2 separate regions of the Sus scrofa genome follow, and region 1 is linked to region 2. The links are chromatin contacts, called in public HiChIP or PLAC-seq maps. All regions are on one chromosome and are shown on one strand. Each heading gives the region's core, a stretch centred on a gene start, on an enhancer-like site or on the middle of the called end of the contact. The rest is flanking DNA. Distances are from core to core; before and after follow the strand shown. Region 1 has its middle 55 kb from the start of LPIN2. Region 2 overlaps DLGAP1 (disks large-associated protein 1).

Region 1 (3,579 bases), core at 875-3,374, 500 kb before region 2:
TTCTTGAAAGATACGATTTGGTAAAAGTCACACAAGAAAAAAACAGACTATCCAAATAGGTCTATATCTATCAAAGAAATTGAATCAATAATTATAGGAGTTCCCGTTGTGGCGCAGTGGTTAACAAATCCAACTAGGAACCATGAGGTTGCAGGTTCGATCCCTGCCCTTGCTCAGTGGGTTAACGATCCGGCGTTGCCGTGAGCTGTGGTGTAATTTGCAGACGTGGCTCGGATCCTGTGTTGCTGTGGCTCTGGCATAGGCTGGCAGCTACAGCTCCGATTCGACCCCTAGCCTGGGAACCTCCATATGCCGCGGAAGCGGCCCAAGAAATGGCAAAAAAAAAAGACAAAAAAAAAAAATTATAAACACTAATTGAAAACACAAGCATGACTAGGTTTACCAATGTGAAAAAGATATTTACAAAACCCTACAGCAAACATCACACGCAACCGTTCCCTTGAAAATGGGAAACATAGGAGTTACCCCTGTGGTCCACTGGGTTAAGAATCTGAACTACAGTGGGTTCGATGCCTGGCCCTGCACAATGGGTTATAAAGGATCTGGTGTTGCCTCAGCTGTGACCCAGATTCAATCCCTGGCCCAGGAACTTCCACATGCCATGAGTGCAGCCATTTAAAAAGAAAAAAAGATACTTAGGAATGAATCTAACAAAATATATGCAAGACTTTTACAAGGACAATTATAAAACTTCATAGAAAGGGTATGAAGATGACCTAATTAGAGAAATATATTTATGGATAAAAAAGACCCAATCTCATAGAAATATTAATTCTCCACAAATTGATCTGTAGCTTCAATGCATTTCCATGTGAAATCCCAACAGAGGTCTTTTTTTTTTTTTTTTTTGTCTTTTTGCCTCTTCTAGGGCTGCTCCCGGGGCATATGGAGGTTCCCAGGCTAGGGGTCCAATTGGAGCTGTAGCTGCCGGCCTGCGCCAGAGCCACAGCAACACGGGATCCCAGCTGCATCTGCGACCTACACCACAGCTCACGGCAATGCCAGATCCTTAACCCACTGAGCAAGTCCAGGGCTCGAACCCGAAACCTCATGGTTCCTAGTTGGATTTGTTAACCACTGAGCCACGACGGGAACTCCCAGAGGTCTATTCTTTGAGAGTCTTTATTTTGGCTGTGCCTGCAGTATAGAAGTTCCAGGCCAAGAGTTGAATTCATGCCAAAGCAGTGACCCAAGCAGCATCAGTAACAATACTGGATCCTTAACCTGCTGAGCCACTAAGAGACTCTTGAAGAAGAAGGTAGAGAGAGGAAGTACCCTCCTATGTACCAAAACTGTAATAATCAGTAAGGATGGGGTAGATATAGGGATAGAAATACAGACCGATCAAACAAAAACGAGAGTCCAGAAACACCCTTGGCATATACAGACACTCAATGTATTGTTCATATACATGGATGCTCCTCAATGTGGGGTAGGGACAGTGGTCCAGATCACAGGCTGAAGGGTGAACTTTTCAATAAATGATGAGGAGGCAGCTGATTATCCATCCAGCCAAAAGTAAATTTGGACCCCACTCTACCCATCTATCTGATTCGATACCATATCACCAAATCAGTTTTAGTTGGGTTAAAGACCTACATAAGAAAAACAAAATTGCCCTGCTGTCATCATTTCAAGCATACACTTTGATTTTCACATTTTATCATTTCTGAGATCATGATTTTTCTTCCAATCAGTGGCAACTAAGATTGGATCATATGTGATATGAAAGTTTTAGGAGACACTAAAGGAGAATATGTCAACAAATGTGGGGTAAAGAAGTGGGGTGATTTGCCATTTCCTAGCTCGGGTGATGGGTATGTAGGTGTTTGCGTGCATCTTGATTTCATAAGAAAAGTTAAGGAAGGACAAATGAAAATGCATTAATATATAAAAATGTCTCTATTTTTTTAATTCTTAAAATTAAAAAAAAATTTTTTTTGTCCACACCTGCAGCATACAGAAATTCCTCGGCCAGTGATTGAATCTGTGCCACAATAGCAATGCAAAGCCATAGCAGTGACAACACCAGGTTCTTAACCACTAGGCCATCAGGGAACTCCATCCCTACAGGCTTTGTTAACCTTACCTTCAACACTCATAAGACATACTTAATATATCTTACCACTTCCCTAACAAGCTGCAAGGAACAGCTTGTTTCCCACAGTGTGTTGTACAGCCTGTTTTGTAATAAATCTTTCTCGATGATGAGGAACAAAAATTATGTAAACAGACCCGAAGAGCAAAAGGAAGCATGAAAACTCTTCAAAGAAGTCATTCGCAATATAGCTACCTCCAAATCAGGCCATTGAGTTTGCAGTCTCTTAATCAGCAGTTATAATTCCTAGTTCTGAGAACAAAGCCATTTTAAGATAGACTTATTTTCCCTGGCTTTGTGCTGCCAGGATTGTAAAACCAGCACCCTAGGAAGCCCACGTGTCCCAGCTGCTTCTAGGGCAGAAAGTCCCCTGGGGCAAGATGTCCTGTTTCTGCTCGAGTCCTTCCAGTGGGCAGAGCTCATCATGCTGGGGACACTCATTCCAGGATCATATAGTTGGGACTGCTGCCTTAGTGGGTAGACAGAGCTTTCTATCATTGGGGTCACTCAATGTCACCTCGGAGATGGAATCTTTTCAAAAATTATTACCTTGTTGGAATACCCATCACCTTCCATAACTGGGCAGCTTAGAGAAAATGTGTTCTGTGAATTCTCCATGAAAGGGACTTATTAGCGTCTTGAGATGTTCCAGCTCCCTTGCAAAGCTTAGATTTCATCAGCATGTACTTTACATTATAAACAAACAGAAAAGGTCAACAATAGCACCAATTTTAGAAGCTACGAGGTGGGAGAGGTGAAGATTTTAACTCTTCTCAGAAGGGTGGTGCCCCAAGCCTGTTGAAAGGCCACGGCAATGCACTGAGATGCTGGACAAATGTGACATGGAGACCAGCCTGGAGAACTTTCTATGTGTGAAACTTAACTTTCTTGGGCTTCCCGTTTACTTGTTCCAGCAGCTACTGTCTTCCCCCCCCACCCCCAGAATAACCACTGATTTGAATGGAATGTCTGCACTACCCCAGACTGTTCTTAGAAACTGCGTTAGCAGAGGAGGCCAGCTCCCTTGTAACACTTCTCCTAAAGGCTCTGCCATCTATCCTCTTCCTCCTGGGTCTGGGGTGTTGGCTCCACCTGAGGATCCCCCAAGCTGCATCCAGCTTTACCTTCTCTCGCTGTCCCCATCTTCCTTCTCACTGCAAGCCCTTCTAAATAAATTCATTTTCTTAGCGACACAAAGATATTTTTCTTCTTCTCTGTCCTTCATATTTCTCTAACCAGCTTGCTGACATCAGACAAATTTCTTCCATGCCAGCTCTTCTAAACAAATTCAATTTCTTGATGACAGGAAATATGTCTTTTTCTTTTTTTTTTGCCTCTTTCCTTCGTATTCTCTAACTGGCTTACTGATATTAGATGAATTTCTTCCAATGTTAGAAAAATCAGGGGAACGTGTAAGGCTTTGTAGATTGTTTTCTTGTTAGAATGTTGTTTTTAGTGCT
Region 2 (3,157 bases), core at 478-2,977:
CATGCTCCCCATGGTGACACACTCCCCAGGCCAGACCCCCTACTAAGCACCAGAAAAGTTGATGGTTTGGCCAGGGTGTGTTCCCAGGATAAAAGCACAAGCCCAGGTGAAAACAAAGATGATGAGATGGAGCGTGTCTTGACTTTCATCTGCCGTGAGATCAACCTAATCACCATCCTTTGTAACATTCAACGCGCTGCAAATTTATTTTATTTTATTTTTATTATTATTATTTTTGGGGGCTTTTTTTTTTTTTTTTTTTGCTATTTCTTTGGTCCGCTCCTGCGGCATATGGAGGTTCCCAGGCTCTGGGTCGAATCGGAGCTGTAGCCGCCAGCCTACGCCAGAGCCACAGCAACGCGGGATCCGAGCCGGTCTGCAACCTACACCACAGCTCACGGCAACGCCGGATCGTTAACCCACTGAGCAAGGGTAGGGACTGAACCCGCAGCCTCATGGTTCCTAGTCAGATTCATTAACCACTGCGCCACGACGGGAGCTCCGTGCGAATTTAATAGACAGGGTCTCGAGACCCAGGGAGATCTCACTAAACCCATATATATATATGATGGTAAGACAGAGGCTCAGGGCAGGTAACTGATTGCTCTAAGTCATGCAGCTACGAGGTGGTAGAGTTAGTGTTCTCTGGCCTCCAAATGCCACCTCTTTTCCTTCACTCAAATCACCTGGACTCATCTGCTATTAAACCTTAAATGCCTTGGCCAGTAAAGCTTAATGCTTTCTGTGACAAATTCCAGGAGACGGCTCCCAGCTGCAGGACCTGGGCAAAGGTGAGGAGGATGCATGCATGTGGATGGGTCAGCAAGGGGTGTGCCCATGCAGCTTGAAAACTGCTGCCAAAGGGAGAAACGCCGCAAAAAACACCACACGGGGAAAAATAACCGCCTTCTTTCAAAATATTTACAGCTCAACATGTACAGGCCACCCAAAGTGTGCTGGTCAGTGGTCCGCGCCCTGCTGGCCCCACGGGGAGAGGGTGGCCATCCCAGGGCCGCGGGGGCGGGGCCGGGGCTTCTGAGGGGACCCGGGCCGCTGCTGGCCTTCCCCCTGGTTAGTTTTGGCTCAAGGGAAGAGGCTGTGAGAACGATTTCCACCAGAGCCATCCTCCACGGAAACCGCAGGAACAGCTAACCTTTCCTCGGTCAAGTAGAAAAAAGCAGGGCCTGTGTGAGGGTGTAGGGGGCGGAGCGGGATGTGGACAGAGAGGGAGGGCTGCTGTAATAACTTTTGTAGTCATAGGACTTGCCAGTGGGTAGTTACTAGTATTCCAGACACTTCCTAATGCCAGACAAACGCCCAAGCCTCAGCTTGTCTGGCTCCGAGATCTATTCAGTCGATAGTAGCCGGGGAGAGCAGCGCTTTCTGCTGCAAATCAAACACAACATTGTTCTCAGAGGAAGAATGGCAAGGTTTGTTTCAGAGTCACAGATTTTTTTTTTTCCTGAGGCACCCGAGTTATTTTAACAAGTTGCTACAAAACTTGGGCTTCCTGAGGTGAGGCTTGTCGTGCACAGTGCGTGTACTGTCCCAAACCGGGGTGTGCGTGTGTGTGTGTGTGTGGGGGGGGGGGGTTAGAAAGTTAGTCATTAAAAAAAGAAAAGAAAGAAGGAAAGAAAAAAAAGCCCCAGGCACTCCATGCCTGGAAATGATGTCAGACGCAGCCACTCCTCTGTTAGAACTACAACCCAACAATGCTGGGCCGATCGCCGCAGCTGCGCTCCAAATGTCAGCGCCCAGCCCGGCCAAAGGGCTTGAAAGCCACCGAGCCCGAGGACTTTGTGCGTTACCTTTGTCGCCCACATTTTCCCCAAGCACTCGCAGGAACCTGGCAACAGGTAACGTGGCAACCTTTGCCTTCTAAAACGGCAGGCAGCAGGATTTCAGAGAACAAAAGGATTTTTTTTTTAAAGCCAGCGGCATCTCCCTCACCACCCCCCCTCCCTCCCAGCTCAGTCTGAGAAAACAAAGTATTGCTGCAGGCAGCCCGCTCTCGAGCGCCCCCTGGTGACCAATCTCGGAACATCACCGATGTACCTGGAAATCCGAGGCTCGGCTCCCAGGTAAGTCACAAGGAAGGGGGATGGCTTGGCTGCTTTTGTCTTCCAGAAAAAAACGCAAAGAGTAAGTCAAGACCCAGAATGTCTTGCTTTTTAATTTACCACCTTAAAATTAAGGGTAAGAGCTCTGGGTTGAGGGTGCTGACCTTCCCCCCCCCCCCCAGCAGCTGCTAGGGCAACAGTTTTTGTTACCTTGGCAAGTTGAAAAGCAAAAGCTGCTGCCGCTCTTTGGTTAAGTGGATGGCAGTGAGGATGAATAGCCAAGAAAACGAGGGTTCTGCTGGGTGGGACTGGCATTTTCCATTTTTATCTGAATTTGTCGATTGTTTGCAGAAGCCTTTCTCTCAGGTAGAAACATTTCTAATTCCCTTCACTGGTTTCCTGTTAGTTTATTTGCAAAGATGATTTAGGATTCCCAAACTGCTGGCCCAGCCTCCCAGAGAGCCTGCTTTGCAGCCCCACCTTAGCTCTTTTATCTCTGTGTGGGGCAAACACCCACGAAAATGCCCAGGGCAGTCTTTTTAACCAAGGCTTCTTCCTCTCCTGGGCTCCTCCCTCCTTCGGAGCAATCCGGTCCCTGATTTGGAGGAAGGATTACAGTTGTGAGGCCCTGGTAGCTCTAGTCAGTTGCAAGGGCAGCCCCCTTTGTCCCTTTCCGGAAATGTTAAGAAAACTAAGAAAGAGGTTCAGATCAAAGCCGCTGTTCTCTTCAGAAAGTTCCATTAATTAACTAAATTAAAGGAAGTTAAGTGTTGTTTGGAGGAAAGTCATTTTAGAAGGCCCAGGTCCAGGCACTGAGATCTGAAGCCTCTCATGGGAACCTTTAATGAAGCTTGGCAAGAAGTTAACCACTCTGAGAAATGGAGGGTTACCATATGTAAAACCAGTTCTTGCCTGAAATCAGTCATTTCAAAGGAACATCTTGAAAGGCAGCAGACATCTGGCTAGTCCTTGACTCGATCCTTTAACGTTCCAGATTACAAACCAAGGGCTCTGAGTAAGAATCATTTGACCAGTAGCTGAGGTGAGTCACAGCCTTCAGAGAACGAGGCACAAAGTTTCGTGTCAGGATGTTGAGA

The links. HiChIP or PLAC-seq counts read pairs in DNA pulled down with a chosen protein or histone mark.
Region 1: an H3K27ac HiChIP or PLAC-seq map of alveolar macrophages shows a contact between it and region 2. The contact joins two enhancer-like sites. A contact is called at or near these places in 2 of 2 datasets of contacts at active chromatin or transcription factors (alveolar macrophages and skeletal muscle).

Annotation. Positions count from the first base shown.
Region 1 is chr6:103,630,711-103,634,289 of Sscrofa11.1, reverse strand. It overlaps a transcript of LPIN2 not described here. Among named protein-coding and RNA genes, the nearest start is that of LPIN2, 55 kb to the left of the region's middle. Within about 2 kb of position 2,124, at least 12 of the 83 cell types and tissues checked have an H3K27ac peak or open chromatin away from gene starts, as enhancers often do. A contact at or near this core is called in alveolar macrophages, where this site is marked.
Region 2 is chr6:103,132,016-103,135,172 of Sscrofa11.1, reverse strand. All of the region lies in intron 7 of DLGAP1 (disks large-associated protein 1), which reads right to left. Among named protein-coding and RNA genes, the nearest start is that of TGIF1, 100 kb to the left of the region's middle. Within about 2 kb of position 1,727, at least 69 of the 83 cell types and tissues checked have an H3K27ac peak or open chromatin away from gene starts, as enhancers often do. A contact at or near this core is called in alveolar macrophages, where this site is marked.